2 separate regions of the Sus scrofa genome follow, and region 1 is linked to region 2. The links are chromatin contacts, called in public HiChIP or PLAC-seq maps. All regions are on one chromosome and are shown on one strand. The core of a region is the stretch at or near the end of the contact, and the rest is flanking DNA. Distances in the headings are between cores, read along the strand shown.

What was found. HiChIP or PLAC-seq counts read pairs in DNA pulled down with a chosen protein or histone mark.
Region 1: an H3K27ac HiChIP or PLAC-seq map of alveolar macrophages shows a contact between it and region 2. The contact joins two enhancer-like sites. A contact is called at or near these places in 2 of 2 datasets of contacts at active chromatin or transcription factors (alveolar macrophages and skeletal muscle).

What each region holds. Positions count from the first base shown.
Region 1 is chr15:55,470,475-55,473,360 of Sscrofa11.1, reverse strand. No RefSeq gene overlaps it. Among named protein-coding and RNA genes, the nearest start is that of DUSP4, 19 kb to the left of the region's middle. Within about 2 kb of position 1,635, at least 55 of the 83 cell types and tissues checked have an H3K27ac peak or open chromatin away from gene starts, as enhancers often do. A contact at or near this core is called in alveolar macrophages, where this site is marked.
Region 2 is chr15:55,312,736-55,315,896 of Sscrofa11.1, reverse strand. No RefSeq gene overlaps it. Among named protein-coding and RNA genes, the nearest start is that of DUSP4, 180 kb to the left of the region's middle. Within about 2 kb of position 1,811, at least 5 of the 83 cell types and tissues checked have an H3K27ac peak or open chromatin away from gene starts, as enhancers often do. A contact at or near this core is called in alveolar macrophages, where this site is marked.

The DNA of each region.
Region 1 (2,886 bases), core at 386-2,885, 160 kb before region 2:
AAGAGAGGGGCCCAGATTAAGGCAATGCCCTGAGAAAGCGCAGGAGGAGAAAGATAAGGCGAAAGCCACAGAATGCAGCAATGGCCCTCGACTGGGGGGAGGGAGGCATAAATGACTCAAAGTTTGTGGCTCGAACTGGGCAGATGGGTTGATGAAGCTTTTTGTCTCCATGGTACCTAACACATCACAGATTCGTGAAAAATATTCCTTGGTTGTTTGAACTTAAATATGAAAAAACTAGGAGTTCCCTTGTGGGGCCAGGGGTTAAGGATCAGCATTGTGCTGTGGCACGAGTTTGATCCTCTGCCAGGGAACTTCTGCATGCTGTGAGTGCAGACCAAAAAAAGGAGAAAAACCTAAAGGAGAGTTTTAAAATCAGTTTATAGGAAATCAAAATCAGGCTCTACCCCCATCCACATACACACACACATACATACATGATGTCTGAATTCACAGAGACTATGGGTGGGTGTTGAATGTAACCAGCAAACACGAGAGGCCCTACATTGAGCTGGGCACGCACCATCCCTGTGAGGGGCAGCAAGAACCACATTGGATGAGTAACCCTAACCATAGTGAGTCACAAAAACCTACTGATACTAAGCGTTATCTTGTGTGATTCAGACACTGCAGGAATATGAAGAAAAAGACCCTCTGGCACGTCCTGTTAGGCCCTGGAGGGTAGGCAGGATTAGGACAGGGGTGATAATTAACCATAAATATTTATCAAGCAGTTGCTGTTGCCAGGAGCTCTACTAACCCAGTGAGTCCTCACCACAGCCCTGGCCTTTGCCTTTGTGGTGGGTACTGTAACTCTGCCCAATTTACAGATGAGGACAGTGCAAGCTGTACCCTCCCCCCCTCAGGAAGCTGCTGGCGGCTCCCTGCCGGGGATGACTCCAGTGGCTGGCTCCAGAGGTCTGCTCTTGATGCTTCTCCTTACTGCTCCCTGGTGTACAGCTGGAGGGGGCCAAAGAGAGCACACTGGGGGGGAATGTGCTCAGGAGCGAGTTTGGGGTGCAGTGAGCCTTCTTGGCTGGCCCAGAGGAGCTGCCTGGAGCCAAGCAGAAGGGGAGCTTTCTGGGCTGCTGGGGGGACAGCTTGGACCGCAGCTGTCCCGGTCCTGGAGAGCCGACCACTTCCCTGAGCACAGAAACCAGGGAGGAAGCAGAGAGAGGGGGCTGGAGTTTGAACCATCAAGCAGACCCCAAACACCAGGGGGGATGAGTGATAGCGGGCTTGGCAAACCGAAGGATGGGATCAGCCCCTGCAAAGGGCGTCTCCAAGGAGACCCAGGAGGTTTAGGGCCCCCGACAGCCGGCAGGTGGAGCGGGGGCTTCCTTTCGGTGCGGCGCGGGGTGGGGCCGGTGGTGGAAGGCGGGTGCTGAGCTAAATGAGTTGGTCTCCCAAGCTCAGCGAAAGAAGCTTTCTCCGTCCTTTTCATCTTGCCCTCTGGAGCTGCCGGAAGAAAAGCGCCCAGGAGTGGTGCCCCGTGCAGCGGGGCTTAGACCCCCGCCTCCGGCTCTTACATAATAACCCTCGTGCTCTCCTTCCGGCAGGCTCGCTTCAGCCCAGGGCTCATGTGCGTCTGTTTGTGTGTTTCTGGCGCGAGTCACTGCCCAGAGGGGCCACCAGCTCGCGTCATGGCCTCTTCAGCTCAGCGCCAAAGGCGGAGCTCCTGACTCATCCCGGCTGAGCCTTCAGAGCAGCCGGCCATCCGCCTGGCCCCGTCGCTCCACCGTCTCTGGCCCCGTCGCTCCACCGTCTCCGATGACTTTTCTAGATCTTCTCCACAGGCAGGCCCGGACACTGGGGGAGAGGATCCCAGACTAGTTTTGCAAAGAAGGCGACACAGTGTTACCCATTCGAGCTACAAATACTTCCTGCCCCCCAAATGGGCCAGGTGCTGCTCTAGGTGGTGCCTGCTGAGCAATTAACAAAACAGACTAGAAACTCTGCACACCAGGGGTTCCCATTTTAGCAGATGAATGAGTGAGGTTAACCAGATTCTTAAGAATTCTAGCCTTAAGCTGATGTTGGCCCACTGGACAGTCCATCATCCTGTGTCCTGTGGTCTCCGCCTCTGCCTCCTGCTCCTGATCACCTTGGGAGTGGGCCCAGATTCAGAACCCTAGGCCTCTTCTACCCCCATGAGCCCCTATCACAGCCTCCAGGAGGCACAGAAAACCTCCCCAACGGCCTGACCAGGTAGAGACAGCGGTGACATCCCAGTAATTGCTCAGGGAAAATTTCCCTCACCTTCAGTTTAGGTTAATCCAAACTGGGGGTGTCCTGGGAAACTCATGTACATGAGCATAACTTGGCTGGTGGCTTTGGGGAAAGGTATATTATGGAATCCACGTTATCCGCTTCCTCTGCTTACAATTTGAGGTCCAAGCTAGGAGACTGCAGGGCAGGGGACTTGGGGGAAGCCAAGATGTACCGTGTGCAATGATGCTCTGCCACATCCTTTTACCTGGAAACTGCCCTGCGGCACATGAGGACTGTGGAACCGGCTGGACATCTCACCTGCCCAGTATTTCCTCTTTCTTTGGGGGAACTAAGCTTCCCCTCAATCGTGGTGGGACTGTCAGTCAAGCTGCCTGCCTGTGATGGACACACCAGGTGGCCTCTCAGACTCTCTTTATCTTGACCAGATAGGAGACCAGCTCCTTAGATCTGTCCCCCTGGGCCTGTCAGTGTGATTCTGCTACTCACATCCCAGATGGCCCTGATTCCTGTCCTTTTCCTGCTTGGTTATTCAATTCTCTCTCCTATTCTGGGAACGACCCTGTATCTCCCAAAACTTTCACTTTCTTGCCTACATTATCCAGAGTCATTTTCTATTGCTGGCAACCTTAGAACCCTTGGTTATAGGAAGGTAAT
Region 2 (3,161 bases), core at 562-3,061:
GATCCTACAGGAAATGGGAATCAGGCTCCTGGCATAGCGGCCACTAGCTGGCATTCTGGGCGTTACTTGACATCTCGGGGTCCCTTCCAGCTCCGTGCCTGGCGTGTCCTGAGTGCCCCACCATGCTGTGTTATCATGCCTATTGACCCTCCAGTCGCTCCGTGGCAAAGCGAGGGCTCCGCTTTGTGAAGAGGCTGTGCCATCCTGCCCAGGAGAGCCAGAGTATTCCCCAACTATACCTGGGCCCGGGCTGAGGGTTTACTCCTGGACAGGTCACACCAGAGCTCTGGTGGCCTTTATACCTCTCATGTGACTGTGACTCCTGCATCATCTTTATGTAATTTTGTGGGGCCATGCCAACATAGAAGGCTGTGTTAGACTGTTCTCCCTTAGTTATGGATCTTCTTAACACTACCCACTGTGGGAACACACACAAGGCATCATGGGACAGAGACCACTGGGACGTTCTGGGTGTTGTGAAGGGGGCTGGGGGAGTACACAGAAGGACCCTCATCCCGTCCCATATCCTCAGGGGTCAGTCAGGCTGCCACATCCTCCTTGTCTTGGCTTGTCCCAGTCACCCCCCCACACAACATGGACCCCTCCCTTCCTCTCCCAGGCCCTCCCCAGGCACTCATCCTACACCAGACTCTCTCCTTCTCCACTAAGGCTTTGGCTGTGGCTCCCTCATTCTGAGGGGGTATGAGTCTCCCCCCCCCACAACAAAAGCTTCCCCTCTGCTCCTCACTCCAGCCCCACCAGACTTTAGGGGCATGAGGGGGTTGGAGGGGCTGGAGCCAAGGTAACAGCAGGTGAGTCATCTCCCCAGGTGGAGGTGGGGAGAGAAGCATGGGTGGATGTGCTGGTAGGAGAAAAATGACATTCAAGCAAAGAGTACAGCTGAATCAAGCATTAGTCAGTGAACCCAGGGGAGAAGGACACCCTCTCTGAGAGGGGAGCGTGTGAAGGGGGTGGCGGAGGTTTGCACAGGGAGGAGGTCTGAGAGAACAGTGGGACCTATTGCCTCCGGGGGCCATTTATTACATATAGTCTTGGGGTAAACTCTGGGGCATTTAGAGTCCTGGAAGATCATCCATCTGCATGAGTGAGGGCCTATTATGTGGGTGACTCCGTGTGCACTACCCTATGGCCACTTTCTGGTACTGTTGCCTTTGAAAAGAATTCATGGGAAGAGGCTCGGATCTGCAGCTGGGGAGGGGAGTAGTATTAGCCTTTATGATCTAAGGAGCATCTGTTTTTCTGGAACCTTTTTCAAAAAGAGTGTAAGTGCTCTCTGTGTCTAAAATGGGCTGGGCCAGTCTGAAGGATGAAGTCGCACCAATGGCTCTGGTACGGCCCTTGAGCATCTGCGGAAGCTCAGAGTGGAATTGGAGGCCTCTCAGTTTGTCATGTGAGGACAGGAGGACATCATCCTGAGGGGCCAAGGTTGCAGTCCTCACAAGAAAGTTGTGGTGAGTTAGCGCTCCTCTATTCCCTTGAATCCCCTTTTGCTGCTTTTGCAAGACACTTGGTTTCTCGCCTCATTACCTTCTTCCCCCAGACTGGCTCCCTCAGTCTGGCACTGACCATCCACATTTTGGTCATATGTACTGTCCCTCTCTGGTCTCTGAGGTCACAGACCCTGAATCACCCCTGGATTTAGTAAACTCACTGAGCTCATTTCCTAAAAGCCCTGCCTCTTCCCAATTCCATCTCTCTTTTGTCAGCCTCCCTTCTTCTGCATTCTACTGCCCTCAGACAGCTCTGGGCCTTCACAGCATCACATCTGCTCTCCATGCTGTGGGTTTGCAGCCGGCATCCCCAAGTGGTGCCTGAATGATGAAATACTGGATGGGGACAAGACTTTGCCACTGGACATGTGGCAAAGTCTGCTACCCATGCACCAAAAACCCACTTTCTCTCCCCTGGGAACTTGGCTGGCACACACGTACAAGCCTCCCACGTATTTAAATGTTGCAAATCACTGAATTCTAGGCAGAGGAATAAGAGTAAGATGACCAACACTCTAAAAAGAGAAGCAGCTAGGCGTTCCCATTGTGGCTCAGTGGGTTAAGAGCCTGACATAGTGTCCATGAGAATATGGGTTCGATCCCTGGCCTCGATCAGTGGTTTAAGGATCCGGCATTGCCATGAGCTGTGGTGTAGGTCGCAGATGAGGCTTGGATCTGGTGTGGCTGTGGCTGTGGTTTAGGCCGGCAGCTGCAGCTCTGATACAACCCCTAGCCTGGGAAATTCCATATTCCGTGGGTGCGGCCCTAAAAAGACAAAAAAAAAAAAAAAAAAAAAAAAAAAAAGAAGAAGAAAAAAAAAAAAAAAAAAAAAAAAAAAAAAAAAGAAGAAGAAGAAGAAGAAGAGAAAGAGGAGAACCAGTTAGAAGGAGACAACAAGAAGTCTTAGTTGATAGCAGTATTGGGAATGCCACGGGGCTGGGTCCCTGAATTACTGTGAGGAGGAAAGTCAAGACCAATGAGGTTGAACTTCTCTCTACATTAGCAAGACACAAGCTTGTGAAAGTATCTGGGTCAACAAAACCCATTTCAAGTCCCAAGCCCTTTACCTGATTTTTAGGGTCTCCCTTAGATGTCCCTTTCCGTATCTGGCTTCATTTCCCACTGCTGCCACCCCTGCCCTCTCTGCTCTGGTCATCATGGTCCCTGGCCGCCCTCAGCACACCCACTCCTGCCTGCCTGCCCGGGGCCTGCCGCTCCTCCTGCCCTCTGCCTCCTTCCCTTGGCTGACCTCACTCTCTAGTTCTTCTAGGAAGAGCCTTGGATCATCCCACACTCAGCTCTCCCTTCCCTGAACGAATAGGCTGGTCTTTGCTTCACAGGTGCCAGGTTTCCTTTCATAGGCAAGAACTGTCTTGGTGTTTACACCTCAGTGTTGGGTATAGAATAGGTGTTAAATGCATTTTTTGTGAATTGATTGTAGTCTAGGGTCCTCAGACTTTATTCCTCGACATGAATAACGTGAACCTCTGCAGCCATAAGGCCTTGGAGAACTCCCCTACTCAGGGGGAGGAGGATAGAGTGGGCAGAACTCGGCATCTCCTTGAAAAGCACTGCTTTAGACTGAAAAGAGATAGGTCTCAAGTAGGAAGCGACTCAGATATTGCCAACCAGCCCGTCTGGCTCTCCTTT